3 separate regions of the Drosophila melanogaster genome follow, and regions 2 and 3 are each linked to region 1. A link is a contact called in public Hi-C data. All regions are on one chromosome and are shown on one strand. The core of a region is the stretch at or near the end of the contact, and the rest is flanking DNA. Distances in the headings are between cores, read along the strand shown.

Region 1 (4,396 bases), core at 678-3,177:
CAATAAACATATAAAAAAGAGATAAAACTTAATTAAAGAATAATAAATAGTTTTGCTAAATACATAATGCACACATAAGCCAAAACTCATCTACACACATACAATTTTTTTTAGTATTTTAAACTATTGTATGCTCATTCAACGAAAAGAAAATGGCAATAGTCATTTGCTTTTCATAAATATTTCACATATGAAATGTAATGTCCATCTGTTTGTATATATGCAAAAATTGCGAGTTAGAAACTTTTTGTTTAAATATAGAGATGACATTCACTTTATTAGATCAAAAAAGGCAGGTATGATACAGGTATGATCGTTAATTTCAGATCAATTTAAGTTGTGATATGGTGTCATAAAATGAACGACAGGGTAATTAAGTATATATTAAATGTTTTGGGGTCATCATGAAGTGTTTTAACATGTTAATGATAATGACAACATTTAACGCACCTCATACTGATACATTCATCTATATAATTTTTTTTCGACCCCGAAATTAAACTGCAGGTAAAGAACCAATTATCTTTAATCGCATACAAAAGCAAAACAATTTCAGGCGTAAGCTTTCCGACTTGAATAAGCCCGTTAATAATATCCAAATTCCGCATTCCCCCAATTCGAATGACTCCCAGCCAGATCGAATCCATTCATTTATGCCAGATCTGTTAATATGCAAATCCAATAATTTCAGAAGCAGTATTCCCTTGACATTGTTGTAGCTGACTCCAGACACTTGCAGCAGATACCAACCTACGAAAAATTACTCATTCGGCGACGCGCCGCTCACTTAGCAATTAGTCGCCTGAACAATCTGCAAGTACAAGAGGATTATACCGACTGCCGAATAAATGCATGCGAAGATCTCTGCAGTCGCAAGCGGTACACTGAAAAGAACACTTCTTGAAATATTTAACTTTATATCACAATAAATAGTAAATACAATTTCGAGTAGCAAAACAATTTTTAAGTTAAGTTTGATGGCTAAAACAATGTAACGTTAATTGTATATTTTTTGATCCGTTACTCCGTTTTATTATTATTATTATTTTTTTGTTGAGTATAATTTTAAGTAATACTTGTTGTTAATATCAAATAATCGAATATTTTTTTTTATTTTTGTATGTCATACTCATATATTTCTAGTATAGATCTCAGAATCTCATCTCTTCAAGGCTTTATATAAGGTTAAAATAATATTATTAAAACGAGTGAAAGCATATTTTCAAGTGCATGAGTGAGTATATATTTTGCTTGCATATTTTGCATTTTACATTAATCCGCAGCTCTTCTTATTCGATGGGCGTGAGCGGGTGTTGTCGTGATATTCCATTTCGCATTTAGCACTTTACATTTAACATTTTGCATGGCGCACACGCCTTGGCCTGAAAAAGCGGAATGATGGCAACGATCTTTACGCTTTTCGCCAGATTCTTCGGTTTCCCAGATACCAACCCACATCCAACCCACCCCAATTAATATGCGTGTGATCGATCGTCGCTGCAGTTTTTGCGAATTTGCGTATACGGGAATTTGTGCACGTGATGCACTCGCCAAAATTCCATCTGCTCACTTGCTCTGAAAATTTACGACCTGTTGTTTTTGACGTTGATCTATGCTTTTTTCCTCCAATCAAACAGCTTTGAGAGAGAGAGAAAGCTTCTTACGGTGAGCGTAAGAAGGCTTGAAGAGCGAAGACCACAAGAGAAGACTGATAGAAAAGAAGCCGGCTGCCGGCCAAAGATCAACAAAAAAAAGATTTAATGCATGGCAGCGAAGAATGCGGGCCAAAAGAGAGCGAGCTTTTTCTTCCGATCGTGAAATAACGCTCCATTCTCTCTCCCAAAACCGCGAACGCTCCCCCCTTAAGAGAGAGTGCCCAAGCGATAACCACAAGCTATAAAGTTTTTGTGGATCGAGCTTGGAAACTCAGTTGAATTTGAGCAGTGATCGCGGAAGCCTCATAAGCTAAAAAAAAAAAAACACACGAAATTCATGCACCCACAATTAATTTTCGTTTTGTGAAGTGAACAGAAACCGTGCTATAAAAAAGAAAAAAAAAAACACCAGCTAACCAAGCCCAATAAACCGCAGAAAAATACAAAATAAATACAAAACAAGTGTAGTGCGAATAACTAAAAGCAAACCATGTGAGCAAGTAGAATTTATGCTCGAGTGACAAGAAAAAAAACACGAATTTTACGTGGCAGGTGTGTAGAAGCGCATTCCACAGATTGTACATAATCTATATAATACAGGCACTGGTGGAATCTGCGACCAAGTTGATTTTTTCGTTCCCCTCACTCTGCTCGCATTACCTTCTTTATAATTTTTTTCCTACCGCCGCCGACGATTATATAAGCCAGCATAAAAGTAGAAGGGTAATGACGGTAGCGTTGTTGGCCCATACAAACACCCAATATGGCTATACAAACAAACACCGACACGCACATTGGGACACGTTGAGCGTACATAGATAAGATAGCATAGCTAATAATATAACCAGGGGGAAAACTGTACAATAACGTCATTTATAAAATATTTATGGATTTGGCGTACGTTTTTTTCAATTTGTGCTTCGTATTTTCGCTTTTAAGCAACTTCCAGATGCTGCTGCCCTAGGGTATATTTAAACATTATTCGCACGCATTTGCTAAATAATAAACAAATTATAAATAGGTAACTTAATAAAAAGCCCAATAGCGAGAACAGATGAAAACGGAAAACACCAGATGAGTAGAATACACAGGGACAAATAGTCGGCGCGACTGACAGATCGTCAAATGCTGAAAGCTTTTCGTACTACTCTATGCTCGATGAATGTATCTTTGTATCTCGGCATCGTTTATCATGTGTCTCACTCCCACTCGCTGGCTGCCACTCGGCCTGGGTCGCGTTTTTATTTGTATTTAATTTTGTTGTATTTTTTCCGATTTTTTCACTTTTTTGTTTACACTAAGAAATCAAGGTTAAAAGCGCAAAGCGGCGTGCGTAAATGGACAGAAATTAGGCAGAGTTGGTATTGAATTTATCGCAATGATCAAACAATTTGATTTCATTAGCCATATCATGCCATGACCATGCCCATGCCCAGTACCTATACTATACAATTCCCCCTCCCCTGCGACACGCACAGTCCATTAAAGACTTATTTAAGCTTGGCAGCCAACTACTCACAACCAAAAACACCAATAAAAAAAAAAAAGAAGGAAAGAAGCCGGCCAAGCTTTAAAGAGCCGAAAGCGAAAAAGCAACGCCGAATCCGAATGTATGAAAACCAGAGCAAATAAATAAAAGCCGGAGGGGAAGTGCTTACGTGACGGAGTCGAAGCTTCAATGCCCTAGGGAAAATGGTTTAAGATCTGCTCGACAAGAGTTATTACTCCATATTTCAGATTTTCAAGACATGCTTTAGGGTTACCATCCAAAAATGTATCAACCTACAGTGCAAACTTATCTTTTCACAATAAATCAATCGAATAACCAAATTAAGGGGTGTATGAATAATGAGCGGTGTTCGAATTTGGTCAGGTTCCATGGTTTAAGAAGTAATTCAAGAAATCAGAGAGTTACACTTCATTTATTAAACAATCAAGCAGTGATAATGGAACTTATTTATGTTTACAAGAAACGTCAAAAATAACTCTTTAACAATCCTGCGGTTCCCCGAAATAAAAAACCTAAGTAGACAAATAAGCAACGCCGCAAAATAAGAAACTAGAGTAAATAAAGCGATGTCGGAATACGGGAAAAAACTTTTCAGATGTAGCTGAAGTTTAGATACTCTAGAAAAATGGCACCAAGAATTAAAATTTTAATGAATATTAAATTTTGGCGTTATTTTCGATATTTATTAGACGAAAAAGAATCTATGTAAAACTACATCAGTTTCAATCTAGAATCTGGAAGTTTTACGATTCTTCCAAGGCAATGAACTTCAAACCCTTTGAACCCTTTCAACAGACCATCTTTTCATGCTTTAAACCCGGGAAAAGCCCGATAAAAGCCCAATGGCGTTCCGGTCAGGGTTCAAAGCGATTCCCATTAGCAACCCAGCGAAATGCAAATGGAAGTTCGGCAATCGATGGGCATGCCAATTGCCGTGGAAAACTTTACAGACTCCACCTCGAAAGAGTATTCTGGGCAAAAATGCGAACGGCATCGCCATCGAGCAAATTCAGAGGTCAGAGCGAAGCAAAAGCGACCAAAAGCATAACAAAGCCGTTGAGTAACGAGACGAGACGACTACACTGCGATGAAATCCGATATCGTGTAGCGTCGATTGGAAGCCAATTCGATACATCAGAAAAAATTGTATGTTTCTGTCACCGCTGCCAAGTTATATGCAAATTTTGAATAATACTTTGCATACAATTTGTAAACGTTCTGTCGAAAGGAA
Region 2 (4,396 bases), core at 660-3,159, 230 kb before region 1:
AAGCAAGAGGAAAGGGAACATAGCAAGAAGAAGCAGCAGCTTCAGCAGAAGCAAAGGGCAAATAACAAGAAGAAGAAGCGGCATCAGCCTCCCCGTGTACAGAGGAAAAAAAACCTCGTCTTATTTTTAGATTATTTACGCCAGTTTGGTGCCGTCGAAAGCGAAATTGTCGCTGTTGAATCAGCCGGCTGCTGTGACGTCAGAGAAGCAGGCTGCCATCACGCCAACGGTAAATACGCCGCCCATAACGGCACTTGGAGCCATTTCGAGCATAAAACCGAAATTTATGCTCTATATCGTCACCTGGAGATCGGTGGCCCGCTCGAACAAGTGCAACAGCAACAGCAGCTGAGGGTCTGTCCAATCAAGACCCGGCTGCGCTTCGAGATGCTCTTTGCCGAGCCACCGCCCACCCAGGGCCACGCCCCCACCGCCCACGGTCACGATCATACGGCCGATGATATGCCAGATGCGCCACCTGGCGGCGAGCCGGTGATCCCAATGCTGCAGGATCAGCAAAACAGCGAACTTATGGCCGGTGAGTCTAATCTAAAGATATTAAGTTAAAAAAACAACAAGCGGGCTTTATTTCCACAATAATTTACAAATTATTACTTTAATAAATAACGCAATTTAAGCAACAAAGTTTTAAAAGCCTATCACTATGCATGCTAAAAAAAATATATTGCAAACCTAAAGGGATATGACTCATTAGATAAAATGAGTCAATAATAAAAAGCTATCCCTCGAACGATATGTATGAAATATATCCAAACATTTTTATAATTTATAATTTAATACAGACAAATAGTGCGAGATTTGTATTTATATATTTATACCCTTTTCTTGTAGACTAAAAGAGTATTATCGGCTAGATAAAAAGTACGAAACGGGCGGGGAGGTAAGCATTTCCTGCACTCGGAAAAATTGAGAACAAAAAAATAGAGGTCGGTTGCGCTCAGCGTACTCAGTGAATAAATAAACCTTCTTGGTTTCGAGACGAAAATGATCTCAACGTTTATATTTTTTATTTTTCGGAAGAAGTATTGGGTGTAAGATTGTCGAAGAGTCTGAAAAAAGAGAGGAAGACAAATGAAAGCAAAATCATTTGCAATCTGAGAATGGTTTGATCTCGATTTGAGTATGCTGAGAATGATTAGATCTTGGCTAGATTTTAAAATCGAACTTCTCAAAACGAGAACATTTTGGTCACGTCCACTGGTATCGGCAACAAACTGCAAAAAGCTTTCATGTCCACAATTTTGAATTAATTTCTTCACAAATTTGTTTTTGTTTTTCCATTGCTAGCCATGTAATGGGTATGTGATAGTCGAAGAACTCGACTAAAGCGTGCTTTTTCGGTTTGGTATACATATGTATACTTACAATATTCTCATATCCGCACTTCTAAGTTGTGATTGTGATTTGCAAAAATGTCACTATTTATTCACAGTCATATAGAAAGTTTAGGCATGCATACTCAACCCATATTTTAAGACACGAAAATATGTTAAATAATTTTTAATGGCTTACCTTTAAAAAGTTCTAAAAGTAGATGGCTTTACTTGTTGGCTTGTAAATCGGAACCTTATGGTTCTATTCTCACTAACAAGAGAGGGAAATGTTTGTTATTATTAATAGCTTGGATGAATAATGTTAATATATTTGTGAAAATTTCAGCTATTTTGAAAACAAACTTTTAAATTCTCTTATTTGCGTTTTGCTTACGATCTCTTTGACACATCTCTTTGCTTTCTGCGAGGAGTTCTAGTTTAAACGATATATATTTTAAACGACAAAATAGTGTAGTATAGTTCGAGTATCATGTTTTTTACAGTGCAGCCATAACTATATTTTCTATAAAACTGAGGCGTATAAATTGGATTTAAACTGGAGTTGTCAGGCTATTCTGGCGTTGGCCAGTTCGCGGACAGAACACTAAAAAATGGCGCAGTTGAAGTTTCTTAGACCCCTGGTGAAAGTATTGGTTAATCGTTCTGGAATCGGAAAAGCAAGTGTTTGGCACGCGGTGATCGTTACGTTTATGCACTACTTCTCCTGGGGTCTTCTCACCGTTCCCTTCATCGAAAAATTGTCGGGATCGTTTGGGAATCGCGTCCTTCTCGTCGATGGACTGGTTTATGGAGTTAGAGGAATCCTGGGATTTGTGACCACGCCCGTGATGGGTGCCATTTCCGATTTTCATGGCCGGAAAGTAGTGATGCTACTGGCAGTGGCAACCACCTACGCTCCAATTCCATTCATGATGTTGAAGAGTTGGTGGTTTTTCGCCATTCTCACTGTGAGCTCCATCTGTGGCAGCACTTACTCCTCTTCATTGGCCTATGTGGCAGACACAACTACTGTGGAGAATCGTTCAAAAGGCTATGGCATTGTTGCGGCCAGTTTTGGCGCAGGAATAGCCTTTTCACCATCGTTGGGGAATTACTTGATGAAATCGTACGGGTCCGCATCAGTTATTTTGATTGCCGCCATCACAGGCTTGATTAATATAATGTTTATCATATTTGCGGTGCCAGAGAGTTTAGTTTTAAAAGAAAAAAATAATATGTTGGATGAAGAGAGTGATAACAAGATGGAGGACATTAACCCGAAGGAAAGGAAAGAGATCTTAAACAGAGAAGAAAAATTGAATAACCACGTTTCAGCGAACAAATCCAACCACGGCACATCACAAAATCTAGTCACAAATAAAGAGCTGGGCCAACAGTTCAACAAAGAGGAAAACCTTCAGAATGATTTAACTGAAAAGGAGAAAATTGATAATGGATCCCTAAACTCTTCCGATCTTTGGGAAGTGCTGCGTAAAAGTCGTAAGGATAAGAACCTGCTCGTGATATACCTCATAACATTCCTCTCGATTTGGCCCTTTGCAGGAGTGGATTCTACTGCGCCCGTTTATCTCAAAACTAATATGGGATTTGAGTACGAGGAGGTGTCCATGATGTTGGGATTACTATCTGTGCTGGCGATCACATCCAATCTCCTTCTCGGTTATATTATAAACATAGTGGGGGCCAAGTGGTCGATCCGACTGGGATTATTACTCCTGCTATTGCAGTTGTTCTTCTTCGGCTTTGGAACCCATCATTGGATGTACTGGTTAAGCAGTATCTTGGCCGCACTGGCAACAATTATACCCGCTGCCAATAATGCGGTGGCTTCCATCTACGCCAGTCCCGATAATCGGGGTGCTGTCCTGGGCATTATCTCTGGAATTGAGTGCTTGAGCGAGGGTGTGGGACCTGCCTTTTTCGGAGTACTCTTCTTCATTTTCCAGGATGATTCGAAGAATAAAGTTAATTCACCAATTTCAATGCCCTTCGTCATAAGTGCCATTGGTGTATTTGTAGCCATCGTCTTGACAGGTTTTATTAAAAAGGAGACTGTCGAAAAGGCACCATTGATCTATAAGATCATAGACGACGCTAGCGAGGATGAGGTAGAACCACTAGCGAAAACAACATTTAAATATGAAAAGAATAATGGTTATGTAAAACTAGAGATAGATGACAACTATGATTCGGATTGTAAAGAACATAGCTTTAAATAATTGTTATTTAATTAAACGTTATATAAATTTTCATAAAATGTTCACTTGTTTTAAGTATTCAACAAGAGGGAATGCTATAGTCGAGTTCCCCGACTATCAGATACCTATTACTCATCTAGTCGGAATACGATCGCGAAGTTTCATCATTTTTCTGGGATATCGATAGATATTAGGTAATAAAATAAAAAACAATTTAAAAATTTAAAAGTGTGGATCGTTTTGGGCGTTTTGTACGTGAAATGAGGGGCGTGGCCACAGTGTTGTTGGTATACCAATAAAAATTCGCAAGACACAATAAAACGAAGAAAAATCTAAACTTGTTTCAAAAGTGTGGGCGTGGCAGTTTTGGTCGGTTTTATGGCGTTAGAGGGGGCGTGGCAAAAAGTTTTTTTGCAAATCGATAGCAATTTACAAGACTATCAAAAATATGAAAAATATCAAAATATTTTTCAAAGGTGTGGGCGTGACAGTTTTGTGCTGTTTGTGAACGTTAAAGTGGGCGTGGCGCAAACAAAATTACGCTGCGTTTTTGTCTCTAGAATCTGTATGCTGAATTTCAACCTTATAAGTTTTATAGTTCCTGATATCTCGACGTTCATACCGACAGACGGGCGGACGGACATCGCTAGATCGACTCTGCGCTATTGCCATCCTTCTCTGTCCACCTTCTGCCTTTACAGTCTTTTTCTACAAATCTAGTATACTCTTTTACTCTACCAGTAACGGGTATATATTACATTTTAATATAATAAGTCTTAAAAGATGAGTTCAGCTTAATTAATCATAATTAATTAATCAATCTTTTGGGTTCAATACATTTAT
Region 3 (4,396 bases), core at 977-3,476, 190 kb before region 1:
AAATAAGATTCTTTCTTGGATTTCCTTGTAAAAACTTTCGTGACGCACTATAGGAAATATTTAGTAATAGTTTAGGCAATAACCTTCGATATCCACTATCAAGGTCATTTCGGTTCATAGAAAAACATACGCTAGTGAAAGCCAAACAATAGCGAATCAAATAAAAATAAACAATATTTTGAGAAATGCGCCAAAAAAAAAATACGAAATACGAAATACAAATGTAAGCTGAAGCGCAAAGAAATACAACCGAAAATACAAACAAACTTAGATAATACGCGGCCCATTTGAATTATCAATGAAATTCGGAAATAAAGCCAAAACAAAAACAGAACAAAAGCAGAAACCAGAAAATTCAACATGTGTTTTTTTTTGCGAGGAAAAAACGAAGCAAGCCCCAAAATGAAGAAGAAGAAGGGGAGATTCGCTTATGGCATATGGCCAAATCTGACGCTATAGATATATAGATACAGATATATATAGTTTTCGACGCGTCATGAGCAGGATCGAAGCGATATATATAGAATCATGAGGCTGCTGCCGTGACGTAGGCATTCCACCGCTGTTTTTTCTTTAATGGAAACTATCTCAATCTCAATAGGGTCAAAGTAAACACAAAAGATACAAAAACGGAAAAACAATATTCGAATTATCCGAGGGCAGTGATTCACATCATTGATGAACTAATTTCGGCACTATTTACTCACCACACGATTGTAGAATCCTCAGGAGGAGGCAAATTGTGATTAACTTTTCCATTTCTTACGTTCAAAGTCCAAAGGCTGATTAAATATATATATAAACGCGTATATATATCTTTGATTAACTGTGATAATTGTAAATACGTGTTTCTGCTCTTTTTTTAGTTGCGCTGCACTAAATATCTGAAAGGAAAGAGGTTAAAAAATCGAAAGTTAGTTAGTTCGATGCACGTAAAGTAAACTGCATAATATTTAGACTCGGATTCCCCTTTTATTTGTCTTAAAATGCGTTCTCATCTTATATATGTATCTAATCTTATTTGCATAACCCATACCTTCGCAATTTATATTTTACCTAAGTCTGAAATTGCATCATTTCTACCTCAACCACTTGCAGCGTAACCCATCGCACTTTGTTCCTGAAATGCACTTTTATCTAATCTTCCGTTTTTCTGTCTCCTGTCTGAGATTTGAAGGCTCTTACCACTCTTACCACGCAGTTGTAACCAAGTTGCCAAGTACACTCTGATTACCGCTCAAACACGCTACCTGCTTTGTTTTCTTCGATTCGCACGATAAGTGTGTTATAACATATGCCATATGATTGCCTGATAACTCTTCGTTTTGATACCACACACACATACTGTACGTACTAAAAGTCGCACACAGTTTGGGCCAAAAGTATATTGCTGAATGGGCGCTTATGGGGTTTTCCTGTATTTCAGCGTTTCAGCATTTTCCAATGGCTGGGAAACGTATACGTTTCCGATCAAGTTTTTACTATGTTGCAGTTTGGCCATTTATTTGCAGCTTATTACTTTTATCGAAGTTTATCGACAATACAAGATGCATCACAGATATTTATAGACTATTTATGTTTTTGCAAGCCAGTGAAGTGGTGGCCAAAACAAAATGTCCGCCGACACGTGCATATCTGAAAGTGCATTTGACCGATTCGCCCTCAAATGTTATTGGACAAAGAGCTAAAGCGGAGCCCGCGGTTTACTCGGCTTTTAAAAAGGAAGCAGCGAATGAAATTCCATCTTTAGCATTTGCAGCACATATTTTTCACAGTGACCATTAAAAATAATGCCAAAAGTAGAAACCAAACCAAATGATCGAGATAGCGAGAAACATAACAAAATAGGCATAAAGCCAGGTGAAACACTTAGCGCCGAAATTAGGTCGCTTGGCCTACGCATATTACGAGTATGAATATATTTTGGACTCGATTGGCATTACCTTTACTTTACTTGTCGAGAGTCTAACTGATCCAAAAATAAAACTTCATTGTACTATTTGTTTTCAATTGACCGCCTGTCTGTCCATTTGGTCTCTTGTTTTTTAGTTGTTTCTTAGTTGTTTTTATTTTTGATTTAGCCCCGATGCTGGTCTTTTTCGCAGTGCTGCGTATTTGTGTTTTGTTTGAGACGCCGCTTTTAAGGTGATAAATATGTGAGGTTTCGGGATTTTTCACTAGAGCACAGCACACAACCGATTACAGTGGAGGTTTCCAGCAAACTAAGGAGTTGTTTGCCAATTGAACATTTTTATTTACGTTTCTCGCTCTCTTTTTGCCTTTCGCTCTCTTTTTTCGGCACTCAGCGCGATTTTCTCTTTGCCATTCTCCGATCTTGCTTGTTTTTACTTGTGTACGGTTGGGCAAATAAATCTGGCTAAATGCGTAATTACAATGGGCGAAGCGTTTACTTTATTTAATCAGACTGATCTATATTTTCGTATACGTACTAATTTTACTTGTTAATGGAATATAAGCATAGTTACTTATATTTATATTGCCTATGCCTCCTACATTCATTCACTTGCTCCAATACATATTAAACATTGCTTTATTATTCGGTTATGTTTAAAAAGCTAAATAATATCATCAAATTTGTTGTAGAAAAACAATTTATTTTATTTGCACTCAGAATTTTGAATCCTTGTACCACTGTTCGTATGCTTAATAAAGGTAAAATTGTTTGTTTATAGTGCGTATACGCGATAATGCTTATACGTTCGTTGTGACCTATCGATTATTTCGTGCGATGTTATATCGATTAACGACTTATAGCTGTAAAATGCTGATAAGCTGCACTGTTAATTAACAGAGCTGCTAAGCAACCGGATTGAAAAAATTACTTAATTTTGTTTCTGGCATTTTCGTTAAAAATCAATTAGACATTTGAGTGGTAGCTAGGAAGGGTGCGCGGCTACTGCTACGCTACTTCTCGCACAAGAATGGCAGGCTTACCAAGTATCAAGTACCTTACATAGCATTTTAAATGGCGATCTGCCGTTGGGCTGCCGTATAGCTTAAATCACTTCTAGTTTGAAAGAAAAAAGCCCGCCAAGTTCAAATGCCACTTAAATTTCAAAAAGTTCGTCATCATATGCTGTTTACGAAGCGATGGTTGCGCACATTGATGTGATAGTCGTGCGGTTTATCATATGAGTACACTGAGTACACTTCGATACAACTTGCGTTTGCGCAGTGACCCGTCTCCAGTATAAGCACCACTTAATAGTATTTTAAAGCTGTTCCGGTAGGTTTTGTAAACCATTTGCGTTGTAAACGAAACAAAACCTAACAAAATAAAGTATCTAGGTTTTATATAGTTAGTTTGTAAAGTTAGTCTGTTTAACTGGCTTAAGTTTAAAGATTGCCAAACTTAATTGAGCCTACAATATTGATTAAGAAACAAATTTTTTAAAATTTTGAAAATATTTGCATTATTTTGTCCCTTTTTAAATACATAACTGTGATTTTTCTCTTCGTTTATTTAACATAATGTGAAATGCTGATAAGCTGTTACTAAACACAGTAACCAGAAGAGGGAAATCACCTTTTTTGTCTGATCTGGCAACTCTGAGCATGGCACTAAATATATGCAGCACGCTTTTGGGATAAATTGATAAAATGGTTTTCGAAGAAAAATGTGGACAAAACTTTTGCTTTGATATAAAAAAGGAATTTAGTTTTCATTACGGCCAGACAAAAGTGCCCGTTTTACAAATCGAAAAATTCTTACAAATTCGAAAACCGTAGCATGACCGAATAATAATAATAAATTGCTAGATGAGAAAAAAGTTAAAGTGTAAATAATTCAAATTCCTGCTAGGATGTAAATATTATGTTTTGCATATATAGTACAAGCTGTACTTTAACCTTTAAACCGAAAGCTATAATTAATCCAATATCTGCAAAAATATTAACTTTTACAATATTTGTTTGTATAAAATATAAAAAAATAATTCAGAAAGTTAGTTGGATCTAAAGTTTCTTTTGAGACTTATATACGTATAAATTCGAATTTATTTTAATTTTGCCCGACGAACATACGCATCCTTAAACATTTGTGGCGCCGTTGAAGTAGACATTTTCCCGCTGAAGTTGCTGCTGCCACTGGAGTTGCTGCTGCATGTTTTCTGTTCCCGATGTTGCTGCTGTCATTGGTGCACTCACAACTGGCATTGGTAATTAGCACGCGCGCTGCTAATTAACACTTTCTGGAGGAGCGGACTCCACTCCACTCCACTCCACTGCAACCCATTCGTGTGTGTCTGTGCTCAGGGGCCGCTGCAATTCCCCGTCGACTGCAAATTGCACGCGTGGCGGCTGCAACGCCGCTCCAACTTGCAACACTCAGAATAAATACAACTGTTTGTTGCGAGAAAATAATGGCGAGGTAACG

The links. A called contact is a pair of places that touch in the nucleus more often than the background predicts.
Region 2: a contact with region 1 is called in a Hi-C map of the Kc167 cell line, with 1.5 times the contacts expected there. A contact is called at or near these places in 3 of 107 Hi-C or Micro-C datasets (the Kc167 cell line and the S2 cell line).
Region 3: a Hi-C map of the OSC cell line shows a contact between it and region 1, with 9 times the contacts expected there. A contact is called at or near these places in 14 of 107 Hi-C or Micro-C datasets (the Clone 8 cell line, the Kc167 cell line, the ML-DmBG3-c2 cell line and 6 more) and 6 of 7 datasets of targeted methods (the Kc167 cell line and the S2 cell line).

The regions. Positions count from the first base shown.
Region 1 is chr3L:20,728,664-20,733,059 of dm6, forward strand. CG13252 reads left to right here and starts at 1,928. Exons shown (of 3, transcript NM_140991.3): 1 at 1,928-2,207. lncRNA:CR43945 (long non-coding RNA:CR43945) reads right to left here and starts at 993. Exons shown (of 1, transcript NR_073960.1): 1 at 611-993.
Region 2 is chr3L:20,497,927-20,502,322 of dm6, forward strand. CG18281 reads left to right here and starts at 1,910. Exons shown (of 1, transcript NM_140979.1): 1 at 1,910-3,574. The coding sequence starts at 1,946. The coding sequence ends at 3,574. The region is part of intron 1 of CG32425; the gene reads left to right.
Region 3 is chr3L:20,538,191-20,542,586 of dm6, forward strand. It overlaps Rcd2 (Reduction in Cnn dots 2), which reads right to left and starts at 2,227. Exons shown (of 3, transcript NM_140987.3): 1 at 1,944-2,227; 2 at 708-884. The coding sequence starts at 759.